2 separate regions of the Triticum aestivum genome follow, and region 2 is linked to region 1. The links are chromatin contacts, called in public HiCAR-type maps. All regions are on one chromosome and are shown on one strand. Each heading gives the region's core, a stretch centred on a gene start, on an enhancer-like site or on the middle of the called end of the contact. The rest is flanking DNA. Distances are from core to core; before and after follow the strand shown. Region 1 holds the start of LOC123123853 (U2 small nuclear ribonucleoprotein A'). Region 2 holds the start of LOC123123857 (putative disease resistance protein RGA4).

Evidence for each region. HiCAR-type assays count read pairs that join an accessible place to other places.
Region 2: a contact with region 1 is called in a HiCAR-type map of leaf, with 10 times the contacts expected there. The contact joins the promoter of LOC123123857 here to the promoter of LOC123123853 in region 1. A contact is called at or near these places in 1 of 5 Hi-C or Micro-C datasets (leaf) and 1 of 1 datasets of contacts at active chromatin or transcription factors (leaf).

The regions. Positions count from the first base shown.
Region 1 is chr5D:557,797,225-557,799,924 of IWGSC CS RefSeq v2.1, forward strand. LOC123123853 (U2 small nuclear ribonucleoprotein A') reads left to right here and starts at 1,391. Exons shown (of 8, transcript XM_044544487.1): 1 at 1,391-1,628; 2 at 1,737-1,777. The coding sequence starts at 1,547.
Region 2 is chr5D:558,032,335-558,035,205 of IWGSC CS RefSeq v2.1, forward strand. It overlaps LOC123123857 (putative disease resistance protein RGA4), which reads left to right and starts at 1,296. Exons shown (of 4, transcript XM_044544499.1): 1 at 1,296-1,676; 2 at 1,760-1,825; 3 at 1,953-2,217. The coding sequence starts at 1,379.

The DNA of each region.
Region 1 (2,700 bases), core at 141-2,640:
TTTGTGAACTAATTGATCCTACGAGTGGAACATGGGATGAGATTTTGATCTCAAATTTATTCAACCCGGTTGATTCACGTAGGATACTCCAAATACCTATTCACTTACAAGGATTTGATGATTTTATAGCATGGCACCCAAACAGAACTGGGATTTTTTCAGTTCGAAGTGCTTATCATATGCAGTGGATGCATACTTTTCGGGTGCATGCAAATATGATGGGGCGCCCAAGTGGATCCACCCCTTTGACTGTATGGAGTACTCTCTGGAAGCTGCAATGTCCACGTAAAGTGTAAAGTTCAGATTTTTGCGAGGAATTATTCCGCTTCGTGCTATCCTTACTAATAGGCATGTTGGTTCAAATGGTGCATGCCCCATCTGTCATCAAGGCGCCGAGGACATCCGACATCTGCTATTCTTGTGCACTAATGCATGGTCCTTGTGGTCCCATCTTGGGTTAACTCATAGCATTGACCAAGCGATACATGTTGACAGATCAGGTTCGGCCATCTTTGAATATATACTCTCACTGCCGGATCAACAAGTAGCTATGCATCCATCTTTGAACTTCAATCAGGTTATAGCCGTGGGAGGTTGGTACCTATGGTGAATCAGAAGACAAATAACGCATAATGAATCGGTTCCACCACAGTGGAGATGGGCGTTGTCAGTGCTATCCATTGCGAGCAATCATCAGAGGGCGTCATCGCTCACCCCTAGTTTCCCTAAAGCAAAATGGAGTAAGCCAGACCCTCAATTTATTAAATTGAATGTTGATGCAGCTTTTTATCCAGATGAAGGTGCGGGGGCTACAGCGGCCATACTACGGGATGTTAGAGGAAACTTTGTGGCGGCACAATGCAAATTTATCCCTTTCGCTGCAGATGTGATCACTACAGAAGCTTTGGCAATGAGAGACTGTCTAGTTTTTGCTAATTCTCTTGGATTCAATCGGTTGGAAGCGGAATCAGACTCCCTACAGGTTATTAACTTCTGTAATGGTCAAACTAGATGGTGGGACTCAGCGGCTGCAATCTTTGCGAAATGTGTGGATACTAGTTCCTTGATCGGGAGGGTCATTTTTAAGCATTGTTATCGTTCTTGTAATCAAGCAGCTCATGCGCTAGCTAATTTTTTGTTTCTGTAATAAATCTTCTTTTAGTTGGTTGGATGAGCCTCTGGCTGTGTTGTCAGTAAGCTCGTAGACGATGTAAACATTGTTTAATTTTAATAAAGCTAGCCATGATGGCCTTCCCTAAAAGAACACATTTTTTTTTCGTTTCCAAAGGCTCACATCCAGCTCGTGGGGTGGGCTTAAAATCACAGCAGCCCGCCAGTCCGTGAGCTTTTTCTTTCCGTGGGTTTAAAGGTCTCGCGGACGACCCGCAACGCAAGCCCAGGCCCAGCCCATCTCCATAGCGAGAAGCCGCCCGCCGCCTCTCCCTCCCCTCGGCTTCCGCTGCTAGGGTTCTTCTTCTCCCCCTCGCCGACTGCCACGCCTCTCTTGGCCACCCGCTCCCCGCTCCAAACCGCCGCCGCCGCCGCCATGGTGAGGCTCAACGCCGACCTGATATGGAAGAGCCCGCACTTCTTCAACGCCATCAAGGAGCGCGAGCTCGACCTCCGAGGTTCCTTTCCCCTTATCCCCTTCCTCTCGCCCGTCAGATAGATCTAGGGCTCTGCCTTCATTTTCTCCCCTGTCTAACCGGTGGTTCGTTTGGTCTTCGCGGCGGCAGGCAACAAGATCGCCATCATCGAGAACATCGGCGCCACCGAGGTGAGCTCCGCCACCTACCCGTCCTTCCTCTCATTGTAAGCTGTAATAGGGTGCGGGCTCCTCGACCCAACCTCCCCGGCCGGCGGAATCTGCTTCTAGGAAAATTCGTACTACTTCCTTAGAACGGGTCCAGAGGCAGAAGCTGTTTGAGCTAGGTAGCAAGTGACGCGGGAGAATTTAGTATGCGGCCTATCGATTTGCTTGGCGTCCCTTTTCCAGTTAGTGATGCGGCAGTTGAAGAGGCTAGAGAGGCCGGGAGGGGTAATGCTGCACTGTATTTCAAGTTACCCCATGTTGCTGACGGTTTCGGTGCTAGCCAAGTGACATTTCTTCTCATGGATTTGTAATCCCTGACCATGTAATAAGCAGGACATTTAACCTTTATGAGTGGGTATTGTGCTGGAGTTGCTATCTGTGTTGTGAGTACTGTTTGAGCTTTTTAGCTTAGTGTGTGCGCCCGAGAGTGGTGATTTTGTTGTCACTGTTCAGACTACTGCTTTTTATTACTGCTATACCAGCTACGGTTGAGAGGAATGACTGGTACTGGAATGCATCGTGTAGTAATTGTACAAGAGGTACACATTATATGCGTGCTACTGCTATGCAATGTTATGCTGGGCTTGCAAGGCGTGATATAGGTACTGTTTGAGCATTTTACTGTATTCTTCTCCTAAGAGTGGTGATTTTGTTGTTACAGTTCAGAATAGTGTTTTTTATGCACTGCTATACCAGCTAAAGGTTGAGAGGAGTGAAGCATTAAACTGGCATTGTGTAGTAATTTTACAAGTGGTACATATATTAGGATTGGTGCATGCACAAGTTGCTGCTAGGACTGTTTATATACTTGATCACCACACCTTTTAGAGTTCTGGCTATCGATTTGCTTGGCTGCAATTGAAGTGGCTACAGAGGCTTGGGGAGGT
Region 2 (2,871 bases), core at 46-2,545, 240 kb after region 1:
TGTCTCACTCGCAAGACGGTGTGTTTCCCTCGCCTCAGGCGTTCCCTAAATGGGCCAGACCCACAATCAGGCACATACACATAGGTCAAGCACACAATAGACATGTACACTTATTTTGTTTACGGAATAGAAAAATCCCGAACGTTCGGAATTTAAGCATGTCATCCCGAACGTTTTTTTTATGGCAACTTTAGTTGCTGCGAGGTGGCAACTTTAGTTGTTAACACATGGCAACTTTGTTTCAGGTCGATTTTTTGTCAGAAAATTGCCATGTTTATCAACAACGCTTGATTAAAGTTGCCATGAAAAGAGTTCGGATTAGCATGCTTAAATTCCGAACGTCCGGGACTTATTGAGGTCCTTTGTTTATTATTCAAAATATAAATACTTGAAAAATAATTAATTTACATTTTTAACAACATTCACCGCCCATATAAAAATTGTTAACACAGAGTAAAATAAATGTTCGTGTATTTTATTAAAAAAGTTTATACTGATCAAACAAAAATTTCATGATGTTTAAAAAATGTTCAAGCATTTAAAGAAATATTCTTGATAATCTTTTTAAAAAGTGTATGCAACGTAAAAAATGTTTACATACTTGTTTTTGTATCATTCAAAAAATGCTCATAAAATTTCAAAAATGCCCATGACATTTTAAAAATTTATATAATTTTAAAAATAGTTTGTGCAAGTTTGAAAAATACCATTAAAAAACAATGAATGTGAAATTTTAAAAAATGTTCATACATTTAAAAAATATTTCATGATATTTTTAAATTTTTAGTAATATAACTCAAACAAATATTCACCTTTTATAATTTTTGTACCCTTCAAAGAATTCTCAAAGCGTATTTGAAAATATTTAACATTCATTTCAATAATGTTTAAACATGTATTTTAAAAATGTTCATCATATATTTAAAATATTTAACGTGTATAAAAACATTTTACGCGTGTATTAAAGAACGTACATCTATATTGAAAAGGTCAACTTGTGTTTGGAAAAAAGAGAAAGGGAAAAATGAAAAAGCAGATTTTCTTTTGAAAACCCCAAAATACCAATAAAAACACATGTAGAAATAGAAAAGACAAAAAATCATACGAAAGCTTTTTTTTTAACCGGTCCATAAAGTGTCACACCATTCAGCAACAGGTTGGTTTGCATAGAGCTACAGCGTTAGACCAGCTGGTTTAGTGGAATATAAGGCGAGACGGGGCTACGTCTCCCTCGCCGTAAGCGAGATATAGATCGCGCGTTCATCTCTTCTCCTCTTTGTTCTTAATTAAAAAAAAAAACTTCTCCGCTGCTCCCAGAAAAATTAATAATCTCTTCTCCGCGTCTCCGGAGCAGAAAGAAGGAGGGGAGCTCTCAAGAATGGAGGACGGGATTGGGTGGCTGGCGCAGACCATCCTGGAAACCCTGTCCATCCCGCAGCTGCAGGCGTGGATTCGGCGGCAGGGGCTTGGCCATGACATCCAGCTGCTCGAGTCAGAGGTCGAGATGGCCCACATAGCGTACGATGCTGTGGGGGAGAGGGCGACCGGGAACAAGCCGCTCGGCCGATCCCTCGCCCGCCTCAAGGACCTGCTCTACGACGCCGATGACTTGGTCGACGACCTCCAATACTACCTTCTGCTTGAGACCTCGCCTGCCACTGCCACAGGTTCATTAGGTAACCCTACTGCCTGCCTGCCTGCCTTCAGATCTACTTCTGTTAATATAGAATCCAATTTTTTATTTTTTCTTCTTCTGTAGTAATCGGGTGCAATTACACGCCCATTCAATCTACAAGCGCCGGCTCCCCTTCTACAGATTCGTCAGGTAATCCTACTCTCTGCAGGTCAAATTGTGTTAATTCAGAATCCTTCCTAGTTTCACAAAAGGAATGGTAGGGAGTTCTGCCGAGCAGGACAGGACAATGCTGATTCCTATTTTTCTTATGGCACAGATAATGCTGACATGTTTGAGGCAGTGCAAGTCCATGAGGAATTGAGGGGAGATATTGGTATACAAAGTAGGCAGGGTAGCAACAATCCCTCTGTGGTATGGGAACGCTTTCTGGTCTCGGAAGCAGATGGAAACAATAGGCCTCTGAAAGCCAAATCTGTTCATTGTGGACCCAAACATGGGACATCAGGTTTGAAACACCATACCCATAGTGTAGGTTGTACGAGTCAAAGAGAAGTAGCTGACCAGCAGCTAAACCCTTCAAGGTATTGCACTTAATCAGTGGGTGTTATCAAAGATATCCTTTTCTAACTTGTGATTTTCGTGAGTTTGTCTTTATTCAACTATATATCCTGACTCTTTTCCTCAAAACACAACCAGTTCGGATCCAATTATCAATTTTAAAATGTTTTACACCTCGTTGGTCTCTCAAGAATTGAATTTGTCCAAATCCAATTTATATAATTTGAACTTGATTCTAAAAGATTCTAGTTGAATGGAAATGGAAGTTACACATTCTATGAAATTTCTCTGTTTACAATTCGAAACATTGTGTTCACACATAAATTTTGTTCGAAATCAAACAATTTCACCCACATTTTTACCACTATGGCTGGGCTACTTTCAGCTTATTAGTAGATCGAACCATACTGGTATGTCCTGTACGCTTTCACAAAACTTTGATATTTGAATTTTCAACCTTGCATTCACACTAGAAAATTCCCACAAAATTATTTGAAATTTTATGGGCACTGTACACGTTTAGATGAGCAACTTTGAGCTTATTTGCAGATCAATTTATGCAAATGGGTCCCACATATTTGTGCATATGACTTTTGTAAACCTTTGGTATTTAAAGATTTCAACCTTGAATTACCCCCAAACAATAATTAATCTCTGACTATAGCTTAGGAAAATGT